2 separate regions of the Ovis aries genome follow, and region 2 is linked to region 1. The links are chromatin contacts, called in public Hi-C maps. All regions are on one chromosome and are shown on one strand. Each heading gives the region's core, a stretch centred on a gene start, on an enhancer-like site or on the middle of the called end of the contact. The rest is flanking DNA. Distances are from core to core; before and after follow the strand shown. Region 1 overlaps DERL1 (derlin 1). Region 2 holds the start of ZHX2 (zinc fingers and homeoboxes 2).

Evidence for each region. A called contact is a pair of places that touch in the nucleus more often than the background predicts.
Region 2: a Hi-C map of liver shows a contact between it and region 1, with 3 times the contacts expected there. The contact joins the promoter of ZHX2 here to the enhancer-like site in region 1. A contact is called at or near these places in 5 of 16 Hi-C or Micro-C datasets (blood, hypothalamus, liver and 2 more).

What each region holds. Positions count from the first base shown.
Region 1 is chr9:29,757,241-29,763,009 of ARS-UI_Ramb_v3.0, reverse strand. It overlaps DERL1 (derlin 1), which reads right to left. Exons shown (of 8, transcript XM_004011662.5): 3 at 5,056-5,120; 4 at 4,010-4,036; 5 at 3,382-3,477; 6 at 1,592-1,644; 7 at 45-155. Among named protein-coding and RNA genes, the nearest start is that of TBC1D31, 16 kb to the right of the region's middle. Within about 2 kb of position 2,254, at least 21 of the 54 cell types and tissues checked have an H3K27ac peak or open chromatin away from gene starts, as enhancers often do. A contact at or near this core is called in liver, where this site is marked.
Region 2 is chr9:29,981,640-29,987,408 of ARS-UI_Ramb_v3.0, reverse strand. ZHX2 (zinc fingers and homeoboxes 2) reads left to right here and starts at 3,349. Exons shown (of 6, transcript XM_060393695.1): 1 at 3,349-3,908.

The DNA of each region.
Region 1 (5,769 bases), core at 1,005-3,504:
ACGACCATAGGGACTGTCAAACGAGAGGGGGTAGAAGCACTTACAAAAACTGAGGCGTGGATAGAAAATTCCTCCCTCCCAAGTCCATGGGGTATCTGAACATGAGGAAGAAATAAAGATGTCCGACAAGATTTCCAATTAGCTCGTTGATGACCCTGCAAACAGAGAGCCAGGTGAGTTTTAAGACATTCAAGCAGTAAAGTGAGCCGCAGCAAGTTTTAGCTAATAGCAGAGGGAAGAGATCCCTCGAGGCAGCTATTTCTGGTCCCTGGGAGTCTGCGACAGCTCAACAGTGAGCCCTTGTACAGTCTGAGGGGCGCGCACATTCTGAATGAGAAGAAAATCCAGTCCTCTTGAACCAATGGTGTCTGGGCTCTTCAAGGCCAGCTGCCTCTCTGACATCTCTTTCAAGCCCCAGCCCATTCTCAAAACATTGTTTTTGCTACTTTCCTGCGTCAGGAAGCGGTGGGGGTTAGTTGTAAGCTTCTGAACGCTTTCAGTCACAAACACCATATTTGCAAAACAGGGCTATATTTGAAGGCTGGCAAGAGAGAGTCACAGGAGCAAGGAAGAATGAAAAATGTCTGCTCCTCCTGTTCCTGGAGCCACAGATCACACCTCCCTCGCCTCTTGTGTCCTCAACTGCAGGACACCAGAGAGATCACTCTGGAAAGCTGACCTTCACCTTGTAAACCTAAAATAAACATGGCCCTTCTTCAGTTTTCCCATGGCTGACATACCGGCCACTTCAAGGTTTTACAGACCCACTCCCACGGTTACATATCCTTCTCTGTCTCCACCTGCAACATCATTCCTGTTAGGGACCGATCATGTCTACAGCTGCTCCCAGACCAAAGCCCAGGACTTGCTCTGCTCTAAACAGAGTCTGTTTACCCAACTCATTCCCTTCTGCCTAGGGCTACACAGCAGAAGTCAGAACCCCATAGGGCAAAGACATCATCAGGTTAAGAAGTAGTACTATCAAAATCTGTTTTAAAACATTAAAAATATTTTGAAGTGTAAGAAATAGGAGTTCTTAGAAGAGCTGCATCTTGAAATCCTCCTTCCGAAATTATGAATGGATCCTTTCAAGGTTTTCCTAAGCCTCGGGTCTAATTCCAGACTAGAAATTTGACCCCGTTTGGCCCAAACTTTCGTACTATCAAATCACTGACAAAACTTCCCATCTGAGAATCTGTGCATTCTTATCACTGGTGAACAGTTTCCAAGGCATTTTGGAAATGCCTTAAAAATAAAAACATGAATTTTATGCACAGAGGAGACAGCTCAGATAAAATTAGGTCTATACTTGCTCAATCTGGACAGTGAATCCAGAAATAAATATTTATTCGAAAACACATATATGGAAGCTATCCTATGACAACAAACTAACAGCAACAAAAAACCATTCAGTGTTAACTGTGCTTAAAGCCCTGCAATTTTAATCAATCACATCCAAATGAGATTATTTCAAAAGCGTCATCAATGCTGAGAATCTTCGAAGTATTATAAAGATTAGGGAAAGAACATAAAGAATAATGGAAGTCTTCCAAGGGTTAATTTGAAATTAAATAAATCTACTATCACTTACGAGCCTCCAATGATATAGTTGAATCCAAGGATAACCCAGGGTAAATAACAAGCCTAGGAGAGAATATACAGAAACATGAATAACTATACCTGCAGAGCATACAGTTGCCAGGGGGCTAAACTGGGGAAGGTTGTCCTGACAAGGGTTTTTATACATCCTTTGGAAAGTCACTGCAAAAATTCCTTAGCTCAATCTAGCATCACTCCTAGTATACTTGAAACTTTCCATCTAAAATTATACTTATTCATATGTTAGCAACTGGAGGGACAGTACTTTGCTCATGGTTTTCAGATGTAATACAGGACCTGTTGAATTATAACAAACAGCTTTAGAAAGTAGACAAATGGCCTGTGGATGCTAATAAAAAAAATGGTCCATAATAAGAAGGAAGGCTCCAGCCAGCAAATTGTCACCAATCAACTATAAAACAGCTCATTGTTTTGGGTTCTCCTTTTACATATTTCACGGTTACTTTGAATTCTTATCAAATTATACATCAGTATCTTGAACTAATACTCTCCCAAATAAGACAGCTCTCTAGATGCATTCAACATTTGAGCCCCTGTGAAAATTTTATAAACAGCAAACCTCAATGAAGTAGGGTTGGGAGACCAGAAGGGGGAGCTCTCACATCCTGTTTCATCAGCTGAGCCCAACAGGAAGAAAACAGACTTCTTTCCTTATAAGGATTCAGCCAATGAAAAGCTTTGTTTATCACAGCCCTGCTGACTTCCTTTTCCTCTCTATAGAAGCACTCTCCTACCACCGGGTGCAGGGACCAGGATGTGGCTTGCCATGGCTATAGAAGCTCTCTACCGGTCGCCAGTAAACTCGTCTGGGCTGGAGATATATCTGGCAGCCTATTTACTTGAGGTTAACACCCCTTAACAGAGTCAAGACATTATGCTGCTGCTGCTGCTGCTAAGTCACTTCAGTTGTGTCCAACTCTGTGCGACCCCATAGACGGTGGCCCACCAGGCTCCCCCATCCCTGGGATTCTCTAGGCAAGAATACTGGAGTGGGTTGCCATTTCCTTCTCCAATGCATGAAACTGAAAAGTGAAAGTGAAGTAGCTCAGTCGTGTCCGACTCTTAGCGACCCCATGGACTGCAGCCCACCAGGCTCCTCTGTCCATGGGATTTTCCAGGCAAGAGTACTGGAGTGGGGTGCCGTTAAGAGCTAAAGGAGTTACAAAAATATCACAAACTGGGAAAAAAAGGGTTACATATCAATAACTTGAAGGCAGAATGTGGTCAGGACTGTAAGAAGAACACAAAATATTTCAGAAGCCCAAAGGCAAGACCAATTCCAGGCAGGAGAGGAAGAAATATGTTCAGTCCCAACTCAGATTAAGAATGGGCAGGATTTACACAAGGAAGAAAATCAAAACGATGTTACAGGTGGAAAATTGTGAGGGGAGGCACAAAGGGAAGTGTTGGAGGGTGGGGGGCAAAAAACCAATCTGTTTCAGCTTAAGTGTAAAATACCTAACAGGGGAATGATAAGAAGAGATTTTTAAAGGGAGGGCTCCATCTGAGTATCCTTCCTTCCCTCCCTCTACCACACTCACATCCATGAGATCACTCAGGACACACGCCTGAGGGGCCTGAGGTCCAGCGGGAGTGAGGTCAGCAAAGGAGGTGGGATTGACTAAAGAAACCCAGGGGAGCTGAGGAGGGGAGAAGGGGCCTGCCAATGGTTTACTGCTCTGCAGCGACCTCTGCCGGACATGTCAGAAAGTACACCTCTGGGCGGAAGAGCAAGATTTTTTTCCAACTAGGTTAGAGTACCTTAAATCGTGTTCCAAACCAAAATGACACAATCATGTCTCGATTCAGCTGGGCCCAGACATAAAGCACTGACATGATCAGAGGAATCATCAGCAACTGCAACAAAAGAAGCAAACATGAAAAGATAAGGCTAAAAACAGAGGCTTAGCGTGAATCTATCTTTTTTTTGTTTTTAACTTCTCTCCTCCAAATAAATTCTCACATGGCTATTCAAAATGCAGAAAAGAAATTCAACTCACCACAATTATAAATTGGCCCTTTTACTTAAACATGCAATGCATGCTTTAAAATCCTCTAATAAAATACAATTACATTATTTGGGATAGATTCAGAAATACCAGGGTCAAGTTCTGTTAACTTGAAAAAAGTATGCAAAAAGCTTTACTTTTGGTGTATTCTCAATTTTAAAAAAATACACATCCATGTATATGCACATTTCTGGAAAGAAACCAGAAATGAGCAAGGAAAGTAATGATTTAAGTGACTCACGTTAGAATCTTCAAAATACCGTGTAATTAATGTAATGTAATGCAATTGAAACTTCTTTCAAAGTTTAAACTTCTGTCGAAGGCCATTAACAGTAAATCTGAAACATATGAAAGGGCAAACAGTTTCAAGGGACACTTACCTGCATATCCATTGCTAAGCCAGTAATCTTGGTTCGTCAAGTTAAAGATCAGACACAAATACATCATTCCACACCTAATAAAAGTTCATTTCATTCCAGTTTCCGGAAGAAAAAACACTTCTCTATAGTTCAGGTTGCTTAAAACACCCGAGAACACAAAGGTATCTAATCACCGTCACTGTGAGCACGTTATTAGACTTTCCAATGATGAAGAAACTAGAAATTAACTGCTTTGGCCCATGATTCAGTTTGGTCGCCTGTGTCCTCTGCGCTTTGCCACTGCAATTAGCAGATGGAGGGGCCTGTGCCCCCTGAAAGAGCTAATGCTTCTACAGTCATTCAGCGCTCCCCAGCACAGGTGAAGTCCAAAACAAGCTTTTTCTCTTCCCTTAAAGGAGGGGAAAGGGCGTGCAAAATGCCACACTTTTCGGGCTCTTGGTCAGGTTTCAGTGGACGCTGAGCCCCAGAGCCATTCTGAGCTCACCAACTCTGCACCGGGCTGGAGCTGACAAGCCCCTTCTGCCGCACTCACCACCTGGGAAGGTCCGCAAGCCGCAAGGCTGCTGACAACCGCGGCTGACACACAGAGAGCAGAGAGGCCCGCAGGGCCCTCACAGAGGGACTGAATTACCAGACGGCACTGAAGTCAGGAAAGGATGCTGGCTGCAAATTAGGTTTCTGATAAGGACCGCAGCTTTCAAAAGCTGTCTCACGGCACGGAATCTCTTTGTGCTGCAGTCAGCAAGCTGGCACACCCAAGAACACAGAGAACTGGGGACAAGAAGAGGGGACGGTAATAAAACTCAACCAAATGTGGAAAAGCCCCACAAAGACAACAGCGAGAGAAGGCATCGCTCTGGGGCTATGTGACTTACAACCGCTACTGGAAAGAACTTTAACGATTCTTAATTATTAACTACAGTAAATACAGATGCAAATGACTACCACTGGAAACGTTCTACAGATTACTGCCTGTTTCCCCAAACCTGAAAAAAAAGAAAACAAAACTGGTTATTTCTGGCCCCAAATAACAGATGAAAGGATACCACAATGCAAATCCAGTTGAAGAGGAGCATGAATAAATAGTCTGCTGGCCTCCCATCAAAAGCTCCTGGAAACAAAAATAAAGTCAAATGTCATGGTTCGGAATTTCAGAACAAAGAAACTTCAATGTTGAGAAATACTTCAAAAAACTATGGAGGAAGCAAAAACATGAGAATATTTTTAAATCACTCCTCGGAAGCAAAAGAACATTTTTTTAAAACCTAAAACCACGTCTGCAGTAAAGCCCTGAAGTAAAGTCACCGGGGTATTAAGGCTAATCTGTGCCCTCTTGACTGAATTCCAGTCCGTTACATGCTCTGCTTGACTGGCAGGGGCCAGGAGAGATCCAAAGGGAGGACAGTCAGGTCACGGCTACTGCGAAGCCCCTCACAGTCTGCTTGCTGGACTTTCCTTCTCAGCTCTCATCACGAGATGGAGGCGCATTTGTGATTGCCTGGTTCATCCCTTCTTCACGCATTTGCCCATAAGCTCTGTCAGGAGGAATCACGTCCATACTGCCTACAGCTGTGACTCCTCCCCACGAGGCTGTACTTACACACACACACGCTACCTCTCGGTCCGGCACTGGGCTTACTGAGACGACTCAGTCTCCATCTTCCAGGAGCTCACACTCTAGCAAAGGACAACGATGCTGGGGAGTGGGGAGTAGCGGAAAGTCACGCCTTTCCGCAGCCTTGATTCTTCCTCCTCCTCCC
Region 2 (5,769 bases), core at 2,100-4,599, 220 kb before region 1:
CTTGGCCTCTATAAATCAAAGTGACAGACTCCTGTCTCTCCTTGGTTTTGAAGCCACCAGACAAAGATTTGAACCCAGATTTTTCTGCTTACTGGCTGAGTGACTTTGAAGAAGCTTCTTAAGTTCTCTGAACTGCAGTTTTGTCATCTGTAAAATGGGAGAGAGAATACCCACAGGGAAGGTTGGTTGTAAGGATTTAACAAGATGATGTGTAAGAAGGGCTGATACATAATAGAAGCTTGAAAGATAATTGCTGCTAATAAAAGCAGTCCTGGGAAGCACTGGAGGCTGTTCTAGGCTGAGGGTGGAGCTTGGGTTGTTAATAAAAGACAGAATTGTACAATCATTAAGAACTCTGGCTCTAGCCTCTGAAAAATCTAGTGTAAATCCTTGTTCCCTTTATTTGCCTTGGACACATTACTACATTTCTAAGAGCCTTGGCTTCCTCACCTGTAAAATGCACATAATAATAACTTACCTTAACAGTGATTCTCAAAATCCTATCCAGGCATCCTAGAGGCCCCCAAGACCCTTCCAGGGAGTCCTCAAGGTCAAACGTGTTTTGGTTATAGGGGTAAAATATTACTTACTATTTTCACTCTGATTCTCCTTAAAGTGTACAGTTGTTTTCCAGAGGCTACATGACATATAGTGTCATTGCTCTGATGGCACTGTGTTTGTAAATTCCTGTGCTTTAATTTTTTTCAATTTCTAATATGGTAAATGTCGAGATGTATAAAACTCAGGCTAACAAAAGCTATTTGGGGTCCTCAATAATACTAAAAGTCTAAAGGAACCCAAGATAAAATATTTGGAGAATCACTGCCTAAGGGTTGTTGTAACGATTAAGTACTGTACCCCTGAAACTAATACAATATTGTAAGTCAACTATACTTCAGTTAAAAAAAAGATTCAGAAGCAACTGGTATATGTATACAAAGCACTCAGTAAACATTATCCCTATAATTATTGGTTCCAAAGCTCCTGAATCATAGCAGATAAGGATCTGCCTACTCCACCTACACATAAAGCAAACTGAAATCAAATTCCAGCACTTAAGCCAAAAGTCACCCTTGTTTCATCCCCTTCTGTTTATTTATATAGTGAAAGTTGAGTTCATGCTAAACTTTGAACAATTTAAAGACACTGAGGCACATAAGAGGCCCACACAGTGCCCAGGAGATCCAAGTGCCCTGAAGATATGGGAACTCAGTGGACAGTCCAGAGGGCTTACCCTGCTTGGCTCAGCCGTGACCCTGCCATCCTATTACTTACTGGCCCAGTCAGAAGAAGGAGGTAATGAGGAGGGGCGCAGGGCAGAGAGAACCTGGCTTATAGAAACCCCTCCAAGGTGGTTGACCAGCAAAAGGGAGGTGCAGCCTCAAACAGGAATAGCTTCCTTAAGGTTTCAGTAATTTCCATGGAAACAAGTTGAGAGCTATCATTTTCAAGGGAAGGTGGGGAAATGATGAGATGACCTGGAAGAGTCAAGAGTAAGCAACATAAAAATATTAAGAGTTGGGGACATCTTTTTCTTTCACTCTTCAGACACACCCTTGAGGGAAGGGAAAAAAAAAAAACAACAACAACAACCAGCATCCCTAAATTCTGGGTTTGATGGCAACTAACAGATTAGGATTTTAGACAGTAGGTATCAAATGAGTTTGAGAAAGATGCGATGTGTCCTGGATCATAGTCATTCAGCAAGTTCTTAATATTTTAAAAGCCTGCCTGCCCGGGCAGCTGAAGCCTCAGGTACCAGATAGTCTCGCGAAGAGACCCCCCTCCCAGGCCAGAATCTAATTTTATGCACTGTTAACAAGCAAACCCTACATCAGCAATAACGGAACAAACAGGTGCAAGCCAGTAAGAAAGTTTTGCATACGAGTTATTTTTATTGCAATAATTCCTGGGGACCCAAAGAAGGAGACTGTGTTGAAGAAACGAGTCTCCGATGAGATCCTAGAAAAACCTTTTGGCTTCTTTCTTCTCCTCAGCCTCGGAAACGAAAATGCCGAAAGGTCACTCAGTGCCTTGGCCACACGGTCAGCCCCAGAGCCAGCCGTTTGCACCCCAGTCCCGGTCCTCGCCTGCAGCCACTCCGCCGCACCCGGCCACCTGTTGCTGCCCTCGCGCCCGGAGCCGAGTCGCAAGCCGCCGCTAGAGTTCGTTCTAATTCCCTGGAGCAAAGGCTGGCCGGGAAACCCCGACGCTCCGAGCCTGCTAATCTTCAGGGCAGGCGGGGACTCCGCAGGGCCTCCCAGCCCCAGGCTCTCTTTGTCTCCTCGCGGCGCTCAGAACATCAAAAGTCAACCCCAGACAGCATCCTCTCTCCCCCTCTTGGCTCGTGCGCGCTCGCGCTCAGCTCACACCTGGGAGATGCTGACGCGTCGAGACGCCCACGGAGGGGAAAAGGGTTCATCCTGGCAGGACCCGGAGGCGCAGACAGGTTGTTCTCCGTGAGATTCCAGAGCGTCTCCTGAATCCCAAATCCCTTAGAGCTCCTTAGCTGGACACTGTAGCAGCAGCGCTGCGCCCCAAACGCAAGTTCGCGGTTGCGGAGGCCGTAGGCGGAGAGCAGCGACATCCCGACTCGCCTTCGCTCTGAGGAGCCCAAAGGGAGATCCAGGGGGAGGCAACAGTTAGGGATGCCCTCCCGCCAGGAACGCCGGAGTCGCAATTTCGAAAGTGACCCGCCTCGCTTCCGAGGGACTTGCCTATGAGCGCCGCGGGGGTGTGCATTTCTGGAAGTCTGAGAATCCCAGAGAACACTGGCCGGCAAGAGTTTTTAAGTCAGCTCCCGGGGCGTCTGTTTGTTTATTGACGCTTAGGGGGAAAGTTTGAGGATGTTTAACCAACCTCAGACCTGGCGCAAGCGAAAATCTCAGACTCTCTTGGGTAAAAGTCCTCTAATTTCGAGTCGTTATATAAGTAGGGGCTCTTTCTTACCCTGCCTACCCTAAGCGCTCTCGTTCCTATTTCAGGAGTTAAATGTGTCTCGCTTAAAAAAAAAAAATTTTTTTTTTTTAAGTTGTCATTATTTCCCTGAGTCCAAAGGCGGGAGAACGCGCAGGCCGCGCCCCGGGGCGCGCGGCGGCCCCACCCTTGCGCTGCGGGAGGGACGCGGGGTCCCGGGTGCCGCCGGCTCGCGCTGGAGCAGCCGCGCCCCGCAGTCCCTCCGTCCGCCACTCCACGTGGTCGGGATCAACAGTTTGCTGAGCTCATCTGTGACACCTTGAACTTTTAATAAAGAAAATGGGTATTGCACCGGGAGGGTTCGGCCGCGGCCGCCTCGCCGGGTCCTGCTTAATATTCAATGATCTCGCTCGCGCCTCCCCCTCCTCCCCTAGCAGAAATTCCACCGAGTCCGTTACTGGGCTCAGACTTTTAACTTAATTTACGGGGCCCCCACCCCAACCTTGGCTAGTAACCAGCGCCTTGAGGGCTAGCTTTCCCCCCTCCCACCCCTCTAGCTCCCGCCTGAAAATTGACATTTCGCCGGCGTCTCCGGAGGGAGCTGAATTTCACTTTGTAACTTTCTGCGGAACCCGAGCCCGGGTGGCAGCTCGGGTGGTGGTATCGTATGCAAATACGCATGCTGACGTTACAGATCATGTGGGTTTTGGCGTAGATTCCCCACTGATCGAGACATTTTTTCCCCCCTTTTTTTTTCCTTCCCCCCCCTTTTTAAAAATTTTGGCCACTGTTCTCCGTACGGGGGCTTCTGTCTGGCTGGCTGGCTGGCAGGCTGGCTTGGCCCCCTCTTTCCCACGGAGCCCGAGCCGGGCGCCCGGTGGGGAGTGGGGAGTGGGTGGGGGGGGAGCCAGCAGAGTTCCATTTTGGAACGCCCCTGTGCCGCGTCTCCGCGTTCCCAGCCCGGGTCCCCGCGCTCCCAGCCCCCGGCGCAGGTAAGAAACTTCGCCCCGGCGCGGAGCACCCCCCCACCGCCCCGGCGCCGCCGGCCCCGAGCCCCGCACGCCGGGCACCGGCCACTCCAGCCCAACTTTCCCACCGCCGCCACCGCCGCTCCCGAAAAATGTGTTGTTAATGGGACTTGGCCGGGTTTGTGATTGCAAAGGGGGGCGCGGGAGGGGGGTGGTAGGTAGTGTGCAGGCTTTTTTTTTTTTTTTTTTTTGCGGGTGGGAGGAGATCAGAGGAGCCAGAGGTGGGGGGGATTTTTTTTTTTTAAGAGTTCTGATTACAAGTTTGGATAAATGGGAGGCCGAGCGAGGAGGAGGAGGAAAAAAACATGTCTACGTTTCCCTATGTCGACATAAGCCACAAAAAAATATGGCGTCCGCTTTCGACAGGGCGTTACGTAGACCCGACTGTGTTTTTATTTATTTATTTCGGGGCCGGCTCCCTCCCTCCTTGGCCCGAGCGCGGCGCTTTGTGCGAGCGGGGCCGGTCCCGCGGGGACTCGGCCGGGACGTGGCCCCGGCTCCGCGGGGTTCGGCGGGCGGGGGGCTGCGTGTGTGTGCTCCCCGCCGTCGCCCCCCCGCCTCCGCGCTCCCCGCGTCTCCCCGCTCCCGGTGACGATTCGCCGTAACGTGGTGGCAGGAAGCATGACGCCGTGGGCTGAGGCTCGCCTCTCCGCTCCGCGCTCCTGGCGGCTGCCGGCGGCGCGGGCGGGCGGGCGGGCGGCCGAGCTACCTGCCGCGCGGGCCGGGCCGGAGCGCGGCGCTGTCCCCACGCCCCGCTCAGGTGCCGGGGAAGCCGCGTGGGGAGGGGCGGCGAGGGACACCCCCCGGGGACCCCCCCTCCCCGCAGGGCCCGGCGGCCCGCCCCAGCCCACCGTCGCCACCCCCACCGCGCACCGCCACCCGCCACCCCCCGGCCCGGAACCGCTGGGGTCTCTGCCCCCACGGGAGAGGTTCAGCTTTGTTGGTGTTAACGGCGCTTTGGTGGGGTCCCCGGGACTTGGTCGACTCTTCGCCTTTGCAAACTTGCCCCTTTCCCAGCCGCTGTGCAGGAGGCTGCGGAGACGCAGATGAGCGGAAAGTTGGAAACCAGTGAGCATCACAGGACGGTCCCCTTGGGCTCGTCGCCGTGCGGAGCTCGGGAGGCGGCGGCGGAAGGGGAGAAGGGTGTGGGAGGCTGGGGAGAAAACTTGACGGGGAAGCCAAGTTGTGATTTGCTCAGGCTTCCACCTGATGGATTGGTTTCCAGGCCAGTGGGGTCTCTGCCTTCACAGCAATTTCCGCGATGGCCTTTTGTTTCTCTGGAAGGTGGGGCAGGAGGAAGGTGGGGAAACCAAGACTTTCCCTGGACCCCTCCCCTTTGAAAGTGGCGCTGCCCAGCTTGGGCCCCAGGGATCACGAAGTCTTTTCGGACCCTGGAGTTCTGTCCAGCGCGATCCCCGACAGTCTCCCTGTTATCAGTGTTAATGTTGAAAGCTGCTCAGTCGTGTCCGACTCTTTGCGACCCTGTGAACTATGGCCACCCCCCCCCCCCATGGGGATCTCCAGACAAGAATACTGGAGTGGGTTGCCTTTCCTTCCTCCAGGGGATCTTCCCGACCCAGGGATCGAACCTGGGTCTCCCGCATTGCGGGCAAATTCGTTACCGTCTTAGCCATCAGGGAAGCCCCCTGGTGTTGTTAATGTTACTAATAGCAGCTCCCCAAGTCGGAGTCAGGCCGTGGAGGGGGGGGGGGCGGGATGCAGGATTTGGGGGACAGGCATTGCCCCCTTCGCTGTTCCTCGGGTTGCTCAAACCTCCCACAATTATCCTCTTAAAACACACACATACATAGACTCATCCACTCAC